Linked DNA regions of Mus musculus: regions 1, 3 and 4 are each linked to region 2. A link is a contact called in public Hi-C, HiChIP or PLAC-seq and Micro-C data. All regions are on one chromosome and are shown on one strand. Each heading gives the region's core, a stretch centred on a gene start, on an enhancer-like site or on the middle of the called end of the contact. The rest is flanking DNA. Distances are from core to core; before and after follow the strand shown. Region 1 overlaps Epb41l1 (erythrocyte membrane protein band 4.1 like 1). Region 2 holds the start of Dsn1 (DSN1 homolog, MIS12 kinetochore complex component). Region 3 holds the start of Dlgap4 (DLG associated protein 4). Region 4 holds the start of 4930405A21Rik (RIKEN cDNA 4930405A21 gene).

The links. A called contact is a pair of places that touch in the nucleus more often than the background predicts. HiChIP or PLAC-seq counts read pairs in DNA pulled down with a chosen protein or histone mark.
Region 1: a contact with region 2 is called in an H3K27ac HiChIP or PLAC-seq map of microglia, with 5 times the contacts expected there. The contact joins the enhancer-like site here to the promoter of Dsn1 in region 2. A contact is called at or near these places in 1 of 484 Hi-C or Micro-C datasets (the G1E-ER4 cell line), 2 of 115 datasets of contacts at active chromatin or transcription factors (large pre-B cells and microglia) and 1 of 9 other capture datasets (embryonic stem cells).
Region 3: a contact with region 2 is called in a Micro-C map of embryonic stem cells, with 4 times the contacts expected there. The contact joins the promoter of Dlgap4 here to the promoter of Dsn1 in region 2. A contact is called at or near these places in 4 of 484 Hi-C or Micro-C datasets (cortical neurons and embryonic stem cells) and 1 of 115 datasets of contacts at active chromatin or transcription factors (embryonic stem cells).
Region 4: a Hi-C map of cerebellum shows a contact between it and region 2, with 1.8 times the contacts expected there. The contact joins the promoter of 4930405A21Rik here to the promoter of Dsn1 in region 2. A contact is called at or near these places in 3 of 39 promoter capture datasets (Sertoli cells, erythroid cells and neural stem cells), 1 of 15 datasets of contacts at CTCF or cohesin (the NIH/3T3 cell line), 35 of 484 Hi-C or Micro-C datasets (B cells, CD4 T cells, CD8 T cells and 24 more), 14 of 115 datasets of contacts at active chromatin or transcription factors (the SCID.adh cell line, bone marrow-derived macrophages, craniofacial prominence and 7 more) and 5 of 9 other capture datasets (adipose tissue, embryonic stem cells, liver and 2 more).

The regions. Positions count from the first base shown.
Region 1 is chr2:156,525,619-156,528,467 of GRCm38.p6, reverse strand. It overlaps Epb41l1 (erythrocyte membrane protein band 4.1 like 1), which reads right to left. Exons shown (of 25, transcript NM_001368800.1): 19 at 1,475-1,579. Among named protein-coding and RNA genes, the nearest start is that of Aar2, 21 kb to the left of the region's middle. Within about 2 kb of position 1,552, at least 2 of the 459 cell types and tissues checked have an H3K27ac peak or open chromatin away from gene starts, as enhancers often do. A contact at or near this core is called in microglia, where this site is marked.
Region 2 is chr2:157,005,521-157,008,704 of GRCm38.p6, reverse strand. Dsn1 (DSN1 homolog, MIS12 kinetochore complex component) reads left to right here and starts at 1,630. Exons shown (of 11, transcript NM_025853.3): 1 at 1,630-1,730; 2 at 2,832-2,857. The coding sequence starts at 2,833.
Region 3 is chr2:156,612,128-156,615,247 of GRCm38.p6, reverse strand. Dlgap4 (DLG associated protein 4) reads right to left here and starts at 1,551. Exons shown (of 13, transcript NM_146128.6): 1 at 1,390-1,551. Gm14169 (predicted gene 14169) reads left to right here and starts at 1,826. Exons shown (of 4, transcript NR_040372.1): 1 at 1,826-1,962; 2 at 2,052-2,303; 3 at 2,674-2,781.
Region 4 is chr2:156,719,296-156,722,532 of GRCm38.p6, reverse strand. It overlaps 4930405A21Rik (RIKEN cDNA 4930405A21 gene), which reads left to right and starts at 1,624. Exons shown (of 4, transcript NR_040505.1): 1 at 1,624-1,827. The region is part of intron 7 of Dlgap4 (DLG associated protein 4); the gene reads right to left.

The sequences.
Region 1 (2,849 bases), core at 303-2,802, 480 kb after region 2:
AAGTTGATACTTCTAAAAGTCCACCAAGAAATATGAACAAGGAAACTTTACCATAGCACTGAATACTGGGAAAGATAAAATCCATCACAGGGTCCAGTGAGGGGAGACGGAAACACAGTTAGGACATGCTTCCCCAGTGGACATGGGGCTGGGAGGTAAAGTGCTCACTTAACATGCATGCATGAAGCTTGGGTTCTATTCCCAGACCCCATTTAAAAAATGCAAAAATTAGGTATTTGCTGCAACCTGCAATCTCATCATCACATGGGAGGTAGAAGCAGGAGGAAGCCCAAGGTCACCTTCAGCAGCACAATAAGTTTGAGGCCAGTCTGAGATACCTAACAGGGACCCTGTCTCATGAAGACAGAAGTGAAGGAGGAGGGACAGAGACAGAGAGACAGATAGAGACAGAGACAGCAATTGAGTAAATTCTAAGCTTGTTGAGGGCAAAGGATATACTGTAAGAGTCAGTGGTCTTATTTATCTAATAACTTTAAGTATGAACAGATGTGAACATCTGTGTTAGTATCTTCTCCCAGGAGACAACATATAGATAATGTCATCCAGTCTATTGACTTTTATAACTGGACATTTTGATGTTTTGATGACACCAGGTTATGGGATTTAAGGTCGTTTTGATTTCTTTATCCTTTGCATTAAAAACAAAGGTTGCTAAAACAAAGCAAGCCAGGGAGGGCAGAGGCCTGTCTGGGGTAGCCAGCTTACGACTCTCTAACGGCAGGAGCAGCTGCAAAGCCATTACTTGGCATACTGTAACAGTAGGAGAAAAAAATCTGGAAAATACATTTGTGTTATTTTATGTCATATTCAGAATGCCTGTGCTGGGGGTGGAACCCCAGGTAAGGACTCTGCTCTTGGTCACCAGGAGAAGGGACTGAGCTCTGAAGTCCTGTGGCAAGAAGAACCAGGGGCAATCCCTCAGACTTATACATTTTAAAAGTTGAAGAGCCACAGAGGACACACAGGAAGTGTGCACTAAGCTGTGAGCTGTTCCCAGGCAAGCTAGCCTTCTCCAGGGTGCAAGCTAGTTTCACCTCACTAACACATTCTTCAGTCATTTGGGCCTGGTTTGTTCATCTTTCCAATCGAATGTGGAACCTCCATGCATAAAAAATGACCCAGATAAGCTGTTCTGAACAACCAGTGACTGAGAGGTCTCCTTTTCTCTCCCCCAAGCTGCCTTGGAAAGATCCTCTCCACACGTATCAAGCAGCCTGAAAGCCATGCCTCTAAACTGCTAGCCATGAGCACTGAACACCCCCAGGAGGAGGGGGGGGAGGCAACATCACCCCCATTTACAGATGGGAAAGCATGGTTTTTCCCTGTTCCGTGTCTGACCTCAGGGAGGATGAAGGGAAGGAAAAGGTTGACCAAAGGGCTTGGCCACTTCAGTGAGGATCCTATGTTCAAATGGCCGGTCCCTGTGTCAGGTTACAGTAGGGGCACAGGTTACCTGGGTGCTGTCTGCAGCGGAGACTCTGCTTTGCAGCATGGCCTCTGGCTCAATCTTCTTCCTGATTGCCAGACTGCTGACGGTCATGGTTTCTGCTTTCACAGACTACAGGAACATAAAGGGGACACGTGAAAACTCAAGCCTAGACACAACTCCTCTTCACAGACAACAGGGATGCAGGAGGAGAAAGCTCTCTCCCAACCCCACGGAAAAGTATGTAAAGGCATGGTTGGTGTCACTGAGAAAGGACCCAAAGAGAGAGAGCCAAGGCCACTGCCTGCATGAGGAGGGCCTGACCCCATGCTTCAGGGCTGCATGTCTTTTGAGGCTGTATTGGTGTGGTTAAACTCAATGCTCAGCGTTCTCCTTACACACACGTCGCCTACACCTTTTAGTCACTTCGTGCAAACTGCTGCTCAGTGGAAGAACTACACACGGAAGTATCCAGGGGCCAGGCAACAGATGGGAACAGGCGAGGAGGCTAGCTGGCCGAAAGATATGGAAAGCATGGGGGATTCCATTCAGGTGTGGATTTATCGTCGCCTCTGCATGGTGGGCTTTTCTTTGGTATATTTTTTATGATATAAAAAAACACAATGTAATTTTAAAAATTAAAGCCAGAGAAAACACATCAGTTGGCTTTACAAACCGTATCCTAGGTGTCTCAAGCTAAATGATCAGCTTCTATTGACTCGACTCTCAGGCCTAGTTCATGGCTTTACACACTGTAGGTCTGATAAATGGATCTAGCTTTTCATGTGGTTGGAAGGAAGAGGGAGAAAGGAGAGATTCTTCCAGAATCCTGGTATCTAGCTGCTCATTCGTTTATCGTCCCTTGGTACCGAGTGTACCTTAGAACAGCTAAGACCTGGTGGGAGAAGGGCAGAGCAACCAGCCATTGCCCTGACTGTGCTGGAAATGTTAGAGCCAAAGTGGCAGGACAGAGCAGGATGCTGTAGGGCTAGTACTGCCTCCCAGGTAGCCAGAAAAGCACGGAGAGAGGTGCGTGAGCTGTCCTGGATCACGGTGAGGCACGGAAAGGGAGAAGGAGCCTTCCGCCCAGAGGGTACAGCATGGGGTAGGATACCAGCATGAATAAGCTGGTGTTCACTGTCTAGGGGTGGGGGCGAGGATCTGCTAGGGTAAAGGGAAAGGGGGAGTTTCTGAGACTCCTCTGTGCAGCTCTACTAAGGGAGCCACAAAGCAGAGAAGCTCAGACGCTGGCCCTGCATCCTCTCCAGAGGTTGTGTCTTCTCTTTTCCTGGAGTGTCCACTGCCAGCCCTAACATCTCAGGACCTGGTGGATTTAAATAACTGCCCCTTCTCCAGACCCTGGTAAAATGAGCCCTGGCCTGCATCAAGAAAAACCACTCAG
Region 2 (3,184 bases), core at 381-2,880:
TAGTGGATTGTAGGCAGGAAACAGAGGAGAGGCTCAGAGAGAGAAAGCCTGGGAGAAAGAGGCAAAACCAGGCATGGTGGCAATACTTGGGAGGGAAAGACAGGAGGGTCAGAAGTTACAGTGTCATCTTTGGCTATATACTGAGGCCAGCCTGGGGTACATGAGAACCTGCTTTAAAGTAACCAGAAAGGGGGTGGGGAAATGAAGTTAAGAAATGAAACTTTGATGTGGAACAGGGCAAGAATCTGTATGCATCTTATTAACAGAAGGGAGCCACGGAAGACTTCCGAGCAAGGATGTTTACTGGGACTGGATTCCACGAGGCAGTGATCTCAGTGTGTCCCAACATGGCCAGCTCTGGCCGGGAATATTAAGTTCTGTTTTGGGGACATCAACACATGAGGTGCTCCAGGAAGTGATATTCAGGAATAAGAACACACCTCTTCCAGATAGCTGTTGAAACTATTAGACCAGAATGGCAGAGTAGAAACTTCTGGAATACACATTTCTACCTCTTACCAAAAAACTTCCAAGGGACCACAATTACTTCAAAATGGTCAAAATTATCAAAATTATGGTTCAGCTAGCCATCTTCTGCTTTTTTTTTTTTTTTTTTTTTTTTTTTTGGTTTTTTGAGACAGGGTTTCTCTGTATAGCCCTGGCTATCCTGGAACTCACTCTGTAGACCAGGTTGGCCTCGAACTCAGAAATCCACCTGCCTCTGCCTCCCAAGTGCTGGGATTAAAGGAGTGCACCACCACTGCCAGACCCATCTTTTGCTTCTTTGTTTTTTTTGTTTGTTTTTTGTTTGTTTGTTTGAGACAGGGTCTCACTATGTATCCTTGGCTGGCCCGGGTACTAGGCTGGCCTCAAAGACACAGAGATCCTCCTGCCTCTGTCTTCCCAGTACTGGGATTAAAGGCATGCACCACCACAACTGGACCTTTGGAATCTTTCGTACTACTCTCAGTTCACAAGGTTCAGATCTGAAAGGATTCACTTCATTGATGCATGGGGGGCATTCTGATGCCTCTATACCTTGTCCTGAAGAAGACCCTCCCAGGCACGGGACAGTGGAACAGACATGAGCACTGAACATCTAGCGTCAACATAGAAGGGTGGAAGGAGAAAGGAAAGGCTTTCCAGGCAAAAAGCATGCTCGAACAAAGGAACAGAGGCAAGAATTGGCACGGGGTTGTGGCAGTAGGGTTGGCTGTTAACGCTGGCAGGGGGTGTGCTTGAACTTTGCTAGGTACTTAAGGGCCCATGGGAGGGGCCCATGGAGCAGGAAGATAGGCAGGGTACAGACTGAGCTCAGAGCTCCAGTTCTCCCTGGAGAAAGTCACTGTCCAGACTTTTGGAATCAAAGAGATAGAGGGGAAGCCATGGCCTGGAACAGCACCACACCCATAGGTAGGATGTACGGCGGGAAAAGTCAGCAAACTGGTGTTTTGGAGAGGTCAATCCCCAGGCCTGGACGTAGCTGCAGATGTGCTTGATCTGTAGCTGGGTGAAAACGGTAGGACAAGGTGCGCTTGGGCCAGAACGTTAAATCCCGGAGTACGCAGGCGCTCCGCCGGAGGCACGGGTTGCGCGAGCCAGCGCGGAAGGCGGAGGCTGCGCACGCGCAGTTGTTCGGCGGGAGTTTCGTAAGTAGCGGAGGCAGCGGGGAACCCCGAACCGGACTGACGCGGGAGAGGACCTTCTGCGGCGACGCCGAGTTTGCAGAGGTGACCTTGGGCTTACTGGTTCAGGAACGCGGGGAGGGGAGCTGGGCTAGACCGGCGTCACGCTGGGGTTCGGGACCCGGATGTGGTTCTCCCCTGACCCGCCTCTGCCCGGCCCACCGGCCGCTCCCAGCCGCAGGGCCCCGGGGGCTCAGAGACTTTCTCCTGACAGGACGCCTGAAAGAAGGCCACTCCTCGCTCCCGGGCACTGCTGGCGTCCTTGACTCCAGATAGTGGCCTGGGACAGGTCGGAGGGCTGGGGTGGCAGCCGGGGTTACACTGCTGTGCCCCGGGAACCTGGGTCTCCCGAAAGAGTCCCTTACTCAGAGTTGTGGGACCTGTTGTTGATTGGGATAATGACGTCAGAAGGCTGTCACGTGTACAGCCTCAGAAGCGCTTCAATGTCTGTTATCCAAGCTGGAGTCTGTGTGATCACCCACGAGGATTGTGGTGATTTAGATCTTTAGAGTCTTTGTCCTTTCAGTATGGTCCCTCAGCCTCCATTCGCTTTTACCAAGCGTCCTCCACATTCAGCGGTCTTTTGGGAGGGAGACTTAGATGCAAGGTGGCGGGATGGATACTCGACCTTGCCTCTCTGTCTGTTTTCTGTGACAGGTGCTGGAAATGGGGATGTGGTGCGATCTCCAACCAGTTCTATAGAGGAAAGATGTGTGGCCTCCAAATCTGCCAAAGAGAAGTGACTGCGTATTTAAGCAGAGTTAGGGAGGAGGATGACTCTGTTTTATGGGTAGAAGGACAGATGTGGGCAGAGATTAAAAAGTAGGATTTCCAGCCATGGCAAAATCTGGAGAGAGTAAGAAGTGATGCGGGGTTTGTTTGTTTGTTTTCTCGTTTGGAAAACAAAGATCCTAAGACCTTCCACGGAACTGGGGGCTAGTGCCTCACAAAGTGAGGAGCTAAGATAGGTTCTGTAGACCGAGTTCTTGAAGACAGCAGTCAGTGATAGTAATCTTGCTGCTGAGAATCTCGGAGGAGGCAAGTGAGGGCACCTGAAGCATGAGACCTATTATGGGATAGTGAGGCCCCTGTGAGACTGGAGCTCGAACGGATCTCCTCATTTTCCTGTTTTCCTCCTTCATCCAGGATGACGTCAGTGACCAGATCAGAAGGTGAGTTTTACAGTGAAATTCAATGCCTCTTGCTTTGGGAATCAGGCTCCTGAACTATCCCAGAATCCTCCTTGGCTCCTGGTGCCTTTGGAATCACACGTGTGTGGGTTTACAAAAAGGCCTTCTCTAGGTTTCCATCACCAGGGAAATAGGTTTCCCTCCGTCCTCCTTCCCTTCTGCCTAGGCTCCTAGGAAGCTGGTCCTTCAACTGTATACCATCTTATATATTAAAGTTGCTGCAGTTAAAAAGTGGGCGTGTGCATTTTCTGTTGTCACCCTTGGCTTGGATACTTACTGAGGTTTGTATCTGAGGTAGCTTTGATTTTA
Region 3 (3,120 bases), core at 302-2,801, 390 kb after region 2:
TTGCCCAGCTTCCGGAGAACCCACACACTCTATCCCACCCCAACCCCAATACAGACACAGGCACACACGCCTGCCCCACGTGCACAGACAGCATCGTCAGAAGCTACTGGGAACATACTCGGAGCTTGTTGAGCAGTCGCTGAAGCCCAGCTGAGGGGGAGGATGGCCCCCCAACCCGAGCCTCGGCTATCAGCCCGGAAGCCAGCTCTGCGGCCCCACCCAGTCCCGCTGTCCTTAACAGTCTGGCTCAGGCCCCTCGGACCACCCTTGGCCCAGGCAGCCCACAGTTTTCTATACCAGAGGAAGGGGAGAGAGGTAGCCACCTGAGGGAAGAATTCCACAGACTCCTCCAACAGGCATTCTGACATGGTCCTGTCTGGTGAAGCCACAGAGGCAGAGGGACCGGACCCTCCCCCACCGCACAGGAGGTGCCAAGAGTAGAGGCGGGGCAGTCCAGCCTCCTTAGGGCTGGGGACTGCAGCCCCCTCCCCCTCTGCATTTTCTACTTCCAAGCAGGTGGAGGTGCTGGGACATTCCCCCCCCCCCCATCAGCACAGTCCTCCAAGCGTAAGGTTCCCCATCCTTTGGGTATCTCCGCCACAACTGGCCTTCACCCACCCACCTACCCACCACCCTTCCCCCATTTCATTTTCCCCCACAACATCAACAGTCGGTGACAGCCCTTTCCGCAACACAGGCAGCATAGAAGAACGCGAGAAAGGAGATGGATGAAGGGCTGGATGGGGAATCCGACAAGGCAAGCTCTGCCCAAGGAGGCCCAGGGACCATCACTTGCCCAGGTAGCACATGTCCCCTCCCAGCAGGCCCTGCACATCTGGACCCAGCTGGCCTCCGCAGCCACCTGGTCTATCCTCCACCCGCTCTGTACGCGAACCCCCGTTCCCGCGGGGCGCCGCACGTGGGGGCCTCCCGTGGCCATGTGAGCGGCCCCCCCACAGCCCAGGTGCCAGGGTCGCTCGGCCCCTCCCGGGCAGACGAGCGCTCCGGGGGCGATGCGGCGCGGGGTCGCCCGCCCCCTCCCCGGATGCCCGGTCCCGGGGAGATCCCGGGAAGGGAGTACGAGCGTGCGGCAGGCTGAAGGCAAGGAAGCCCCGGCCGCCCGGACACGCGGCTGGGAGGGGGCTGCCGCTGCCAGCCGCCTGCGGATGGAGGGCCGGGAACCGCTCCTGCGCCCCGGCCAGGGAAGGGCCGACAGCATCGGAGGGGCCGGCCCGCGTCGGTCCCCAGGCCCGGGCGCCACTGCCCGTCAGAGGATCCGGGAGACCCCGTCGCTGAGCGCATCTGTCCCGGGGTCTGCCCGCGGCTGGGGGCTGCCCCCGATCTAGCCTCGGAGGAGGGTCTTGACGCGTGCCACCCCCGCGCGCTCACCTGCGCCCTGCGCTCGACCGCCTCGGTCCACTCGGCCTCTGCGCTGCGCCCGCTCCGCTCGCTCGCTCGTTCCGCTCGCTCTAAGCTTCGCTCGCCTAGGCCCCGGCCCCGGCCCCGGCCCGCGGGCGCCCCATGCCTCTCCTCCGGCCGGCGCGGCGCCCCAGATGCGGCTGCGGGAGGAGGAGCCGCGCGGCCCCGGCTCCCCGAGAGCGGCGGGGAGGGGGCGGGGGGCGGGGAGACGCGCGCGGGGGAGGGGGCCGCGCGGCTGCGCCCAAAACCAGGCGCGGATCAGGCCGGGGGCCCGGGGCTGCGGGGGACCGCGGGGGCCGCTCGGGGCCCGGCGCGCCACCCCCGCCGCCCGCCCGGGGAAGGGAAGGGGAGGGGAGGGGCACCGCGGCTGCGGACGCTGGGTGTGTAGCGGAAAGAGCGCTTGGGAATCTGCGACCGATCGTCCAGAGAGGGCAGACTACCGGAGCGAGGTTACACAGCGCTGGCCGCGGTGGCGCGCGAACTTGGAAACCTGGGTTATTGAGTGGGTCGGCAGGAAGGTGTTTTGGCTGCGTTCACTGTGGGGTAGGAAAACTGAGGCACGGGAAAGATGCGGCTGGTCTGGGTCTCGCTGCGGGAGTCAGGCTTCTTCTCACCCCTCTTTCTCCCGTTAGGGTTCTTGCCTCTAGGATCGGGTGCCCCCTCCCGGTGACCCGCTTCCTGGAGAACCCTTGTTTTGGGCAGCAGTACCTGGCTGGCTAACGCATCTCTGGAATTCGTGGCCGGGCACCTGTCCTCCCTCTCACGGGGGCTCTGTGATCACGGACCATAGTCCGTGCTTCTCCCTGAGCTCGTTTTTCTACCCGCACAATCGGGACCACATAAGCATCTACCTCCTTAAGAAACCGAAGAGATAAAGAATAGAGGTAAGCTCTTCGTACTGGATCATGGCATTCAATAGGTGTCAAATGGATGTGCCTCCTCCCCTGGCTCCCACACAGCTGTCCCTGGAGAATACTAGGTATGCAACTGAGGCTCCTCCAGGCCTCTTTCTTCTCTTCCACTGCCTGCCCACCCTCCTCACATCTCTACCCCACTATTCTAGTCCTAGCCTCTCCTCTTGCCTGAGCCTGCAATGCCCTCCCACCATCTCTCAGTGACAAACTCCTACTCATCCCTCAAGACCCAGAGCAATTTCATGTACCAGCTTCTCACACTACTGGCCCACCCATGCCTCCCTTCAAAAAAAAAAAAAAAAAAAAAAAAAAAAAACAACCAACCTTCCCTTTCTCCCAGGGTTTGTGCTGTTTGGACTCCCACCAACTACAGCTACTGGCCCAGAGGAGATCTGCCATGACCCATGCTGCAGGAATTGGCTTCCTGGCTAAGATAGGCAGAGGAAAGGTCAGTTTGGAGTCCTAGAGGAGGGTGAAGGGCAGGAGAGGAGGGACTGTAGGTTCAGGCAGCTGTCACTGGAGAGGAACAAGGTCCCTTCCCTTGGGTAGCTAAGAAGACCTCTATGGATTCGGAAGCCTCTGGCAGGGCTGAACAGTGGCCTTGCACTGTGTAGCTGGCTAAAATGAGCAGGTGTCGACCGGCCTCAGAAAAGGGTTTCAGGGCCTTGTTCACCGAGGCTTTACAGCAGCACTGACTATAAGTGAAAAGCTGATCACAGTCTAAACAGCCGTTTGTCTGGAGCCGGGTAAAACAGTGACCACAGAAGGCTGTCCCCATGCCACAAGC
Region 4 (3,237 bases), core at 375-2,874, 290 kb after region 2:
GAAGCCACACCCCCTGCAAAATTTCATTACTCAAGTTGGCAAGAACGCAGCCCCCACCCCCAGCTGGGTCTAAATAAACGCCCAAGTGATATCACATCCTGCTGTCGGCTCCAAAATAGCCCAGGCCTGCCCACAAGCGATCACAAAGTGCCAGGCCATGCAGGGCCAAACCAGCAGGGATACCCAGCCCAGGGCGCACTCCACACACTTAAGCAACTCAAGCAGAAGCCTCAGGGCAGGAAGGCCCTTTCCCCCCAACCCCCTCGCCAGACAGCCTGGCCCCACCATCCTTGTTCCCCTGGTCCAGAGGCCCCACAGCCTCATTACCCCAGCGCCAGCCCCTGCCCCAGCGCCAACCCCATGGAGCCTCTGCCGCGGCCAGCCTGCGGGATGACTCCGCCCGGCCCGACCCGGACACCCCACCACTCACATTGCTTCAAGAGCTCCAGACACAAAGCCATGAGGGCCGGATGGGGGTCAGAGACCCAGAGACCCGGCAGAGACAGAAAAGGGAGAGGGAGTGACAAGGAGCAGAGAAAAGGGGCGACAGGGGATCGGGCAGAGAAGCAAAGGAGCAAGAGCCCCGGGCAGAGAAGGCTGAGGCAGGCGTTAGAGACAGCAATGAGACCACCGACACAGACGCGTGAAAGAAGCAGGGAGAGCAAGGGGGGTGGGGGGGACCGGGTCCAGAGAAGTGGGACGCTCGGAGAACAAGGAGAGACAGTGACAGCGACAGCGGACAAATCCAGGAAAGGCAGAGGTTCTTAAGTTAGGGAGCTGGGGAGACACTGGGGGTTCAAGGAGACCACTAAGGGATGTAAAAGGTTCTGATAGCTATGGGAGGCTCCGGAGAAGTGGGAAACCCTCCGGGAAATGCGGACTAGGTGGAGATAACCCCCAGGAAATCAGGGGCACATGCATCAAGAAGGACCCTCAAGATGTGTGGTAAGCTCAGGAAAGGCCTGGGGGAGTGGAGTGTGTTCTGAAGGAGAGGCCCCAAAAGATCTAGGGAGTCCAGAAGAATGGGGGTGCCAGAACCCGTGGCTGTAAGAGAGGAGAGGAGCGCTGGGAGAGGGGACCCGAGATCCTGGAGCGAGGGAGGGGCCGAGAGCGCGAGAGCAGAGACAAAGAGACAGCGAGCTAGGGAGAGACAAAGCGGGCTCAGCGGAGACACGGGCCCGAGGGCCAGTGGCCCGACAGAAGGACGGAAGCGCGGGCGAGCGGGCGGACGGACAGACGGACAGACGGGAAGACGGGGCAGGGCAGGGCCGGGCGGAGGCGGCGCCCGTCTCCTCGCGGGGCCGCGGCTGCTCCGGGTGGCGCTGGGCGGGCCCCGGGCGTCCGGGCTGAGGAGGCGGCGGCGGCGGCGGCGACGACGTGGGTCGGACAGACGGACGGAGTGACGGATGGACTGGCGGCAGCTGCGGCCAGCGGCGGGCACTCACCCTCCTCCCTCACGCGGCCCGGCCCGAGGCTCCGGTTTTGTACGCCCGAGAGGCGGGGCCTCCGGGTTAAAGCCCCGCGCCGGCCCCGCCCCTCGCGTCAGCCGCGCGCGCGTCGCCCGGGATTCCGGGGCCGCCAGGGGGCGCGCGCAAGCGGGACACAGCGCAAGCGCGCACGCGTACCGCGCGGCCCACGCCCTGGCCGGCCGGTCTTGAAAGGGAGTGCGCGCCCGCGCCAACTCGCGCATGCCCGAGTGAGGGGCTCCGCCCTCTCGAACCGCCCCGCCAAACCGGTTCCAGCTGGAACGCAATGCGTGGTCTGTACGGGAGTTGGAGTGGCCGTCCGTCCCTGCGGGCTCACCCTGGTGGCGACGCCTCGCTGTAGGTAGGGAAACTGAGGCTGAGGAGAGAGCCCACCGTGGGCTTTCTGTCCCGCACGCGGGTCCTAGCTACTCAGCCGCGCAGTTTCTAGTTGCCTCTTTGCCTCATCCCTTGCTGTGCTCCCAAGGGTCCTAAGGACGGGTTCAGTATCCCACTTGTGTGACCTTAGGTTAGATGCTTAACCTTTCTGTGCCTCTGTAAAATGTGACAACCGAGTGAGCCCCCTCCCCGCCCACAGACTGACAGTCCATTTACAGAAGGTTCTGCCAAGCACAGATCTTTGCTGCCTGGCAAGCCCGCTGGTTGCCTGCTTTCTGTACTGGGATCTGACAGAGGACTGTGGGAAATGAAGAAGGTAACACTGTTTCCAGTCTACCTTTTGCATTAAGACACAATAATGGCAAAAGCAACAAACTTACTTGATGCCAGCACTGTGCTAAGCACTCTAAAAGCAGGAGTTGGCTACACCATGCTATTCAGTTTCATTTGCTTTAGGTGAAAATACAAAGTAAATTCTTGAATGGCTATGACACCTCATGTGTTGCTGTGTCCTTTCGATTCAGTAACACTTCTTGCATAACCTTGGGCAAGTCCCCCTTTCTCTTTGGGATTCCCCAGTGCTGAGTATCCCCTGGAGAGAAACCAGGCAGAGACAGAATTTTCACCAGCAAGTCTTTGACCCTTTGATCCAGCTCACTCTCTTGAACAGAAGAACTAACTCACTGGCAGCTTCAATTTGGACTTCACCAAGTCTGAGACCTTGGTCCTAGAGGAATGTCAGCACCCTTCTCTGTTGGTCACCCCCCTCCCAGCCCCCCGCCTCAGGTCCTGTAAGGTGTGTATGGGGACGATTTTGTGACTGACTGAGTCCTTGCCCAAGTCAGGCTAGCATAGAGGAGCAGTTGGCTGACCCAGGCCTGAGGTGTAACACTGGCACATAGGCCTCAGACCCTCCTGCATGAGCCTGGGCTTCTAGGAGAGGGTAAAGGGTCCTTTCCAGATAGACTGGCAGCTGGTTTCCCCTTTGGGTCACCATTTTGGTAAATCCCTTGAAAACTTGAAGCCGGGCGTGGTGGTGCACGCCTTTAATCCCAGCACTTGGGAGGCAGAGGTAGGCGGATTTCTGAGTTCGAGGCCAGCCTGGTCTACAGAGTGAGTGCCAGGACAGCCAGGACTATACAGAGAAACCCTGTCTCGAAAAACCAAAAAAAAAAAAAAAAAAAGAAAGAAAGAAAGAAGGAAAGAAAGAAAAGAAAATTTGAACAGTGAAAAGCTGTGCATTCCTGCTTTTGTGTGTCAACTTGACACAAGCTAGAGTCATCAGAGAGGAAGGAGCCTCAGGTGAGGAAATGCCTCCATGAGATCCAGCTATAAGGCATTTCCCCAATTAGTGATCAGTCGGGGAGGGCCCAGT